Regions from separate parts of the Cyprinus carpio genome. Here region 2 is linked to region 1. A link is a contact called in public Hi-C data. All regions are on one chromosome and are shown on one strand. Each heading gives the region's core, a stretch centred on a gene start, on an enhancer-like site or on the middle of the called end of the contact. The rest is flanking DNA. Distances are from core to core; before and after follow the strand shown.

Evidence for each region. A called contact is a pair of places that touch in the nucleus more often than the background predicts.
Region 2: a Hi-C map of red blood cells shows a contact between it and region 1, with 5 times the contacts expected there. The contact joins the enhancer-like site here to the promoter of cfap100 in region 1. A contact is called at or near these places in 4 of 8 Hi-C or Micro-C datasets (red blood cells and skeletal muscle).

What each region holds. Positions count from the first base shown.
Region 1 is chrA6:12,111,832-12,114,805 of ASM1834038v1, forward strand. It overlaps cfap100 (cilia- and flagella-associated protein 100), which reads right to left and starts at 1,598. Exons shown (of 16, transcript XM_042758088.1): 1 at 1,303-1,598; 2 at 930-1,018; 3 at 451-622. The coding sequence starts at 1,330. All of the region lies in intron 1 of aldh1l1 (cytosolic 10-formyltetrahydrofolate dehydrogenase), which reads left to right.
Region 2 is chrA6:12,169,670-12,172,643 of ASM1834038v1, forward strand. It overlaps gga1 (ADP-ribosylation factor-binding protein GGA1), which reads right to left. Exons shown (of 17, transcript XM_042758092.1): 6 at 2,227-2,324; 7 at 1,875-1,955; 8 at 1,393-1,530. Among protein-coding and RNA genes, the nearest start is that of gga1, 17 kb to the right of the region's middle. Within about 2 kb of position 1,387, at least 1 of the 8 cell types and tissues checked has an H3K27ac peak or open chromatin away from gene starts, as enhancers often do.

The DNA.
Region 1 (2,974 bases), core at 348-2,847:
GCCCTAAAAATGAAAAAGATCATGCTTTCTCTGTAGTTGCCCCCAGACTCTGACATGACTTGCCCATGGCTATTAGACTTGCTCCCTCTGTATCTGTTTTTAAGTCTAGCTTGCTTGATATAGTTTACAATCCATGTTAAAGCTTTTCTGCCTTACATTTTATTGCTTTTTTATTGTCTGTTACTGTCTACTAAGTGTGTTTTGTGTTTCATTATATATTTAATTTTTTTGTTGTAAAGCACATTGGACAACCTGGGTTGTAATTAATGGTGTTATATAAATAAAATTGCCATTTCTATCAGTACTCATCGCAATGTTTGTCTTTCTTCAGAAAAAAATAAATATTAACAAAACCAAGAATTTGAGCCAGGAAAGTTTCTGAAATTTGGTTGATTTGACACAGAATGACCCATGTTTGATGCAGATAAGATGTGGTTAGGTTTGGCTCACCTTTCATAGATACCCTCCATGCGGGCGTAATTTGGAGCTGCCTGTGAGTATGTGTGACTGGTATGCTACCCTCCTCTTTCAGTTCCTTCCTTAGTCTGGTTTGTCCTGCCCTTGTTCTGCATGCAAATGTTATCTTCTCATGGACAGGTAAAGCCAACTTACTTTGGTGCTCCTGCCATAACAGAGTGCAGAATTTCATGTTTGGATTTATTATTAGTATTATTATTTCATTCCTGTTGGACAAGTTGTGTTTTCAGTGTGGAGCAACTGTACTCTAGTTTGTGCTTTTAACTTCTCCAAACTTAAAGTGTATTAGATGCAATTACGTAACCCAATATTTAAGATTGTGGTGACTTGCTATAATTTAATTACCCATTTGGGTTCATTATTCTAAATGTTTAATACGTCCCTCATTACAGATGGCAGATCGCACATCTTTAAAGTGTATGTATTGTATCAATATATTAAATGATACAAACCAGTTTCCTCTGAGATTTTTCTTTGTTTATCATCTGGAAAAGATCGTTGTGTTCAGATGCTTTGAAAGGGTTCACGCCATCACTGCTTCCTAAATCAGACAAACACACAAACACACACACACACACACACACGCACACACACACACACACACACGTATACTTCTATCACCACAAGGACATTTTATTGACAGTTTTTATAAAGAGCTAATTATATTTTCTGTGTTTTCAAGTGTACATTTTCTGAAACAGCTACAACGCATCATTGTTAGCCTAATCATTGCTAATATAATTTAGGCTAATTTCTTCAGATTCAAGACAAGTATTTGATATAACGTTGCTCAAATGAATTACCCATGAATTAAATCTGTCTTACTGTGTGCTGATGATTCAGGTGAGGACATGTTGCTCCTACGGCAAATAAGTATTTAGATCAACGAAAATCTGCGTCGCCTTACTTGAAATCACAAGCTTCTGTAGCAATACGTTTGTCCTGTAAAGTTTAAAGCCTCTGTCAGTTTATGTACTATAGCTATCTTGCCAAGATCGTTTGTAAAGTATTGATTTTTAGAATTTAATGATCTATAGCCCTAAACCTGCAGATGGATCAGAGAGAGTAAAGCAGCTCAGATGATCAGGTTTGAAGATACTTTCCCCTTGTTGCGTTTTTGGTTGCCCTGACAACATTATATTTGAAAATTCTTTCCACGAAAAGTAGGTGGCAGTATTGCACAAGATTGATCGTTCTTTGCAATACAGGTGCTTTGATTCAGGAAATTATTACAAACCGTACTGGTCTTCTCTTGATTATGTTTATTTCTTAGATCTCTTATTTCATATATTCATCTCAAATTTTAATATTCTTCTCTAAATAAAATTTTAGACATATACCATACCGGTCATTCAGAATTGGGATGTGCCACCATTTATTAAAAACATCCTTTCTTGAAATCTTTAGGTTTTATTTGTTGTGGTATCGTTTCGTCTTGTTTCTCCATGAACAGAAAAAGAATGTAAAAGATTTGACACAATTACACACTCATTTTGTGTGAATTTATTTTTGTAAATTATTCTCCTATTTCACAATTCTTTCCCTCAACCCAATCCTATTTAATTTTAAGCTTTTTAATTTCTTCCAAAAACAAGTGGTTGTTGTGGTTTGTTTTTATCTTTTAAATTTTTACAAGCATCCCTGTTCTCTCCTATTTAAAGAGGAGAAGTTATTGGTTCATATGTTTGTAGTACTCTGCTGTGATGTAATAGCAGTTGCAGTGAGCCGTGCACGCTGTGGATTGCTAATGTCTGCAGCCAAACCCCTCTATGTTTTATTTCACTCTTCAGTAAACAGATGGCAAACAGCATTTGTGTTCTTGCATTATTTGGGTAGAGTGATGCTGCCATATGTGTTCTTTGGATCTTGGGCATGAAGTCAAGTGAAGAAAAAAAGGCCAAATCAAAACGCAGAGAAAAGAAGAAAGACCAAATCTGTTACACAACTGCAAAAGCACAGTCACCCATGCTCTTCAGCCTTACTAGAGGGACGACCAAATGTTATTGCTCAGAGGACCTAAGTGCTCTTGAGGATATCTTGGTTCCAGTCTATTCAACGATTTGAATGCTAAAAATTTAATTTTAAATCCATTCAAAAGTGAACAGTAAACCAGTGAAGGGAGGCAAATATTGGTGTAATATAATTCTTGCTTATGCGTTCCTGTTAACATACAAGCAGCGGCATTCTGTGTAAATGCCATTAAGTAGTCCAGGCAGGTCAAGATAAAAATATTTATAACCCGTTCAAAATCATTAAAAGACAGAAAAGACTTTGGATAATTGCTTCAACTGGAAAAACTAGTTTAATAACTGATTTAACCTGTTTATCCAGTTTAAAGTCACTGTCCATAATAACACCCAGGTTTTCTTACAATGGGCTTCACTTATGGTTTTATAGCACCTAGATCTATAGATAAGGACATCTAGATTAAAACCATCCGGGTTTTAATATCCTCAAGACAGTCCAACATATATGGGCTATGGAGTTTGCACCTTTC
Region 2 (2,974 bases), core at 137-2,636, 58 kb after region 1:
TGGATGATGACATCACTGAATTCAATGATGAACTGCCTTTAACTGAAAAATTAGTGTTTACTATTGTCATTTTGCATTATTGACACTATTTTCCTAATTAATGTTGTTCAGTTGCTTTGACAATCTATATTGTTAAAAGCACTATATAAATAAAGGTGACTTGACTTGACTTGACTTGGGGCTTTACGATTACTCCAGAGCACTCGTAGATCTACGATGATTTTCAAGTGCTACTTAAGTTACGATGCTTTTGGGAAACAGACCGTAAAAACGAACTTTTTAGGCTTACGAAGCTTTAGGGAAACACAGCCCTGATCACTGACCTGACTACTGAACTAGGGAGCTGATTAAGACGCACCCTGTGTCTAGTGATGTAGTAGCTCTGATTCCTACACATTTTCCATTTCAAAATTCCATACTTTACCAGACTCAAATTTCCAAACATCACAGTAGACTTTAAGATCTAACATAAATAGTTCATACAGCATTATTTGCAGCTGTGTATTTGGTATATAATATAGTCATCTGTAGTGTCAACATACAGAGTCCCTAAAATAAAAAAACAAAAATACAGACTTCTGCATGCACACAAGAAACTATTCTCATGCGCATGGGAATTTTTAAACATGTTTTACATATTACAATTTCTAGTTTTATATAACCTATTTTGTTTGTGCACCAGTGCCTTCTTACTGTGAATTAAACGAGAGCAGGGATGCACATGAATTAATAGAGATCTACTAGCTCAAAATTTGGCTTTCCATAGGGAAGTACCTCTAATATCAAGGCCTAATGTCTAATTTAACATATCCTCTTTGGTCGTGGAGAAACCATGACTCAAAATTGGCTAATGGCATAATACTGCTGTGTGCATTGTCCTATTTGGCAAGTTCAATGGTCTATAATTTTTTTTTTTTTTTTTTTTTTTTTTTCAAAATTTGGTTAGGGCAGTACATCATATTTCAAGGCCTTAGGTCTGCCAAACCCAAAATGCTTATAACCTGCATTTCACATAATGAAAAGTGCACCATCAATTTATTCAGTCATGTTTGACAATCACTAAACAGCTGCCATGAAAACACACTTCTTGTATGATACATTTATTTTCATTAAATTCTTAATTTTCCTTTCTAAAAAAACTAAACAGGGGCAAAAGTCTGGAAATGCAGATATTTTTCCATACACTGCTTTCTTTTTTCCATACTTTTCCTTCATTCATAAATTCATTCATTCATTAATTTTCCATTTTTTTCCAGACCTGGAAATTACTTGAATTAAATTTCATACTTTTACAAACCACATAGGAACCCTCAGTCCACTACTGTCATGTCAGGACACTACTGTCATGTCAGGAGTGTGACAGGCTGTTTTGCAGACATGTGTATTACAGACCTTAATTAGTTCCTCATTGATATGTGAGCCGCTCTCTTTGTTGTAATCTCCCAGTAACTGTGTGAGAAGCCCAACACTCTCCTTTACTTCCTGAATAGCATTCACTCTCTTCGACACCTTTTCCATACGCTTCTGATCCTGAAAACAGAGTGTATGAATTACACACAGCAAATCGTCAGTGCTCATGCAGGAAAAGTACAGTTCATGGACTTACTCTTACATAATGTATACATTTTTGCTGCTTTGAATTGCATCATACCCCCAAAAAACTGCTGGATGAAAAAGCAGCTAGGTGGACTAAGTGCTGCAGCATCTATTGTACCCATCTATTTATTTATTTTTTTTCGGACAGAAATAATTATTTTGCTTTTGGTGTAAATAGACCATTCTTTGACCTTTCATATTGTTCTGTACACATTGCTGTACTGAGAAATAGACTCTAAGAACCCACTAAGAGTTAATCCAAACACACATCTACACACCTCCTGAACCATTTCTTTAATGAGTTTGTTTGCCGCCCGCAGGTCCTCAGGGTGAGAGCTATTCAGAAGACGAGACAACATCTATTGAATCAGAAAGAAAAAAAAAAACAAAAAAAAAAAACACAGTAAGCGAGAGTGGACAAACATAAGTGAAGTCATAATTATTTCTCTTTTATGTACCTTAAAATGCTTCATTGGCTTCATGGTTTACAAACATATAGTAACATAGTTTCAGATTGATCAACCTGACTCCTGAATCATTCTTAGGTTTTAATCACAGTAAACAGAGTTAAGACATAAGGAAATAAATAGTAAAAAAAAAAATAATAATCCTAAACTGCATCTTAACAACCTTTGATTTCTCCTCATCCTCAAAGATGGCGTTTTTAGGCCTGGGCATTAGAGGGCAGGGCTTGTCATCAGGAAGGTCTGGGTCCTGTTTAATAATACCTAAAATAAGATGCAGAGCATAAACATAATGTAGCATATTTATTTCCAAGCACTCCACAACACACAATCGCAACAACAACATAGGACAAACAGCAAGTCCCACAAGAGATCTTTATCATTTTACACATACGCACATCTAGCCCTCGCACCCCCTTACTCTGCATATTTTGCATGTCTTTCTTAGTTAACACACCTGATTCATATAATCCAGCTCGTTAGAAAAGAGCTACGTCTATGAACTGCGTTCCAACTGATATGATCCCTACACCGTGTTCATTGCTCGCTACTCCCTGAGCAGGGGAAATCTGTTGAAGTTTACTTGACTTCGCCTGCAGCGTCTTCACACACAGACGAGTGTTACGTCATATACCTCTGTAAATAAATACAATTTAAATTCACGTCTTGCACACTTTAATGCCCTTTGAATGGAACATATACACTAGTTTCGAAACTGGAATAATAATTTTTGTGTGCTGAATTTTGTATGAGGCTTGTGTTAAAATAAGGTAAATACAACTCCAATCTTTTCCTGAAGATCCCGAAAAAGTCAGTTGGCACCTCAGTTCACTCAGAGAAGCTGTCAGTCTCAGCTGTCAATCATTTCGTCACACTCCCGTTTTTATAGCATAACTAAAACCAAACTTATTTTT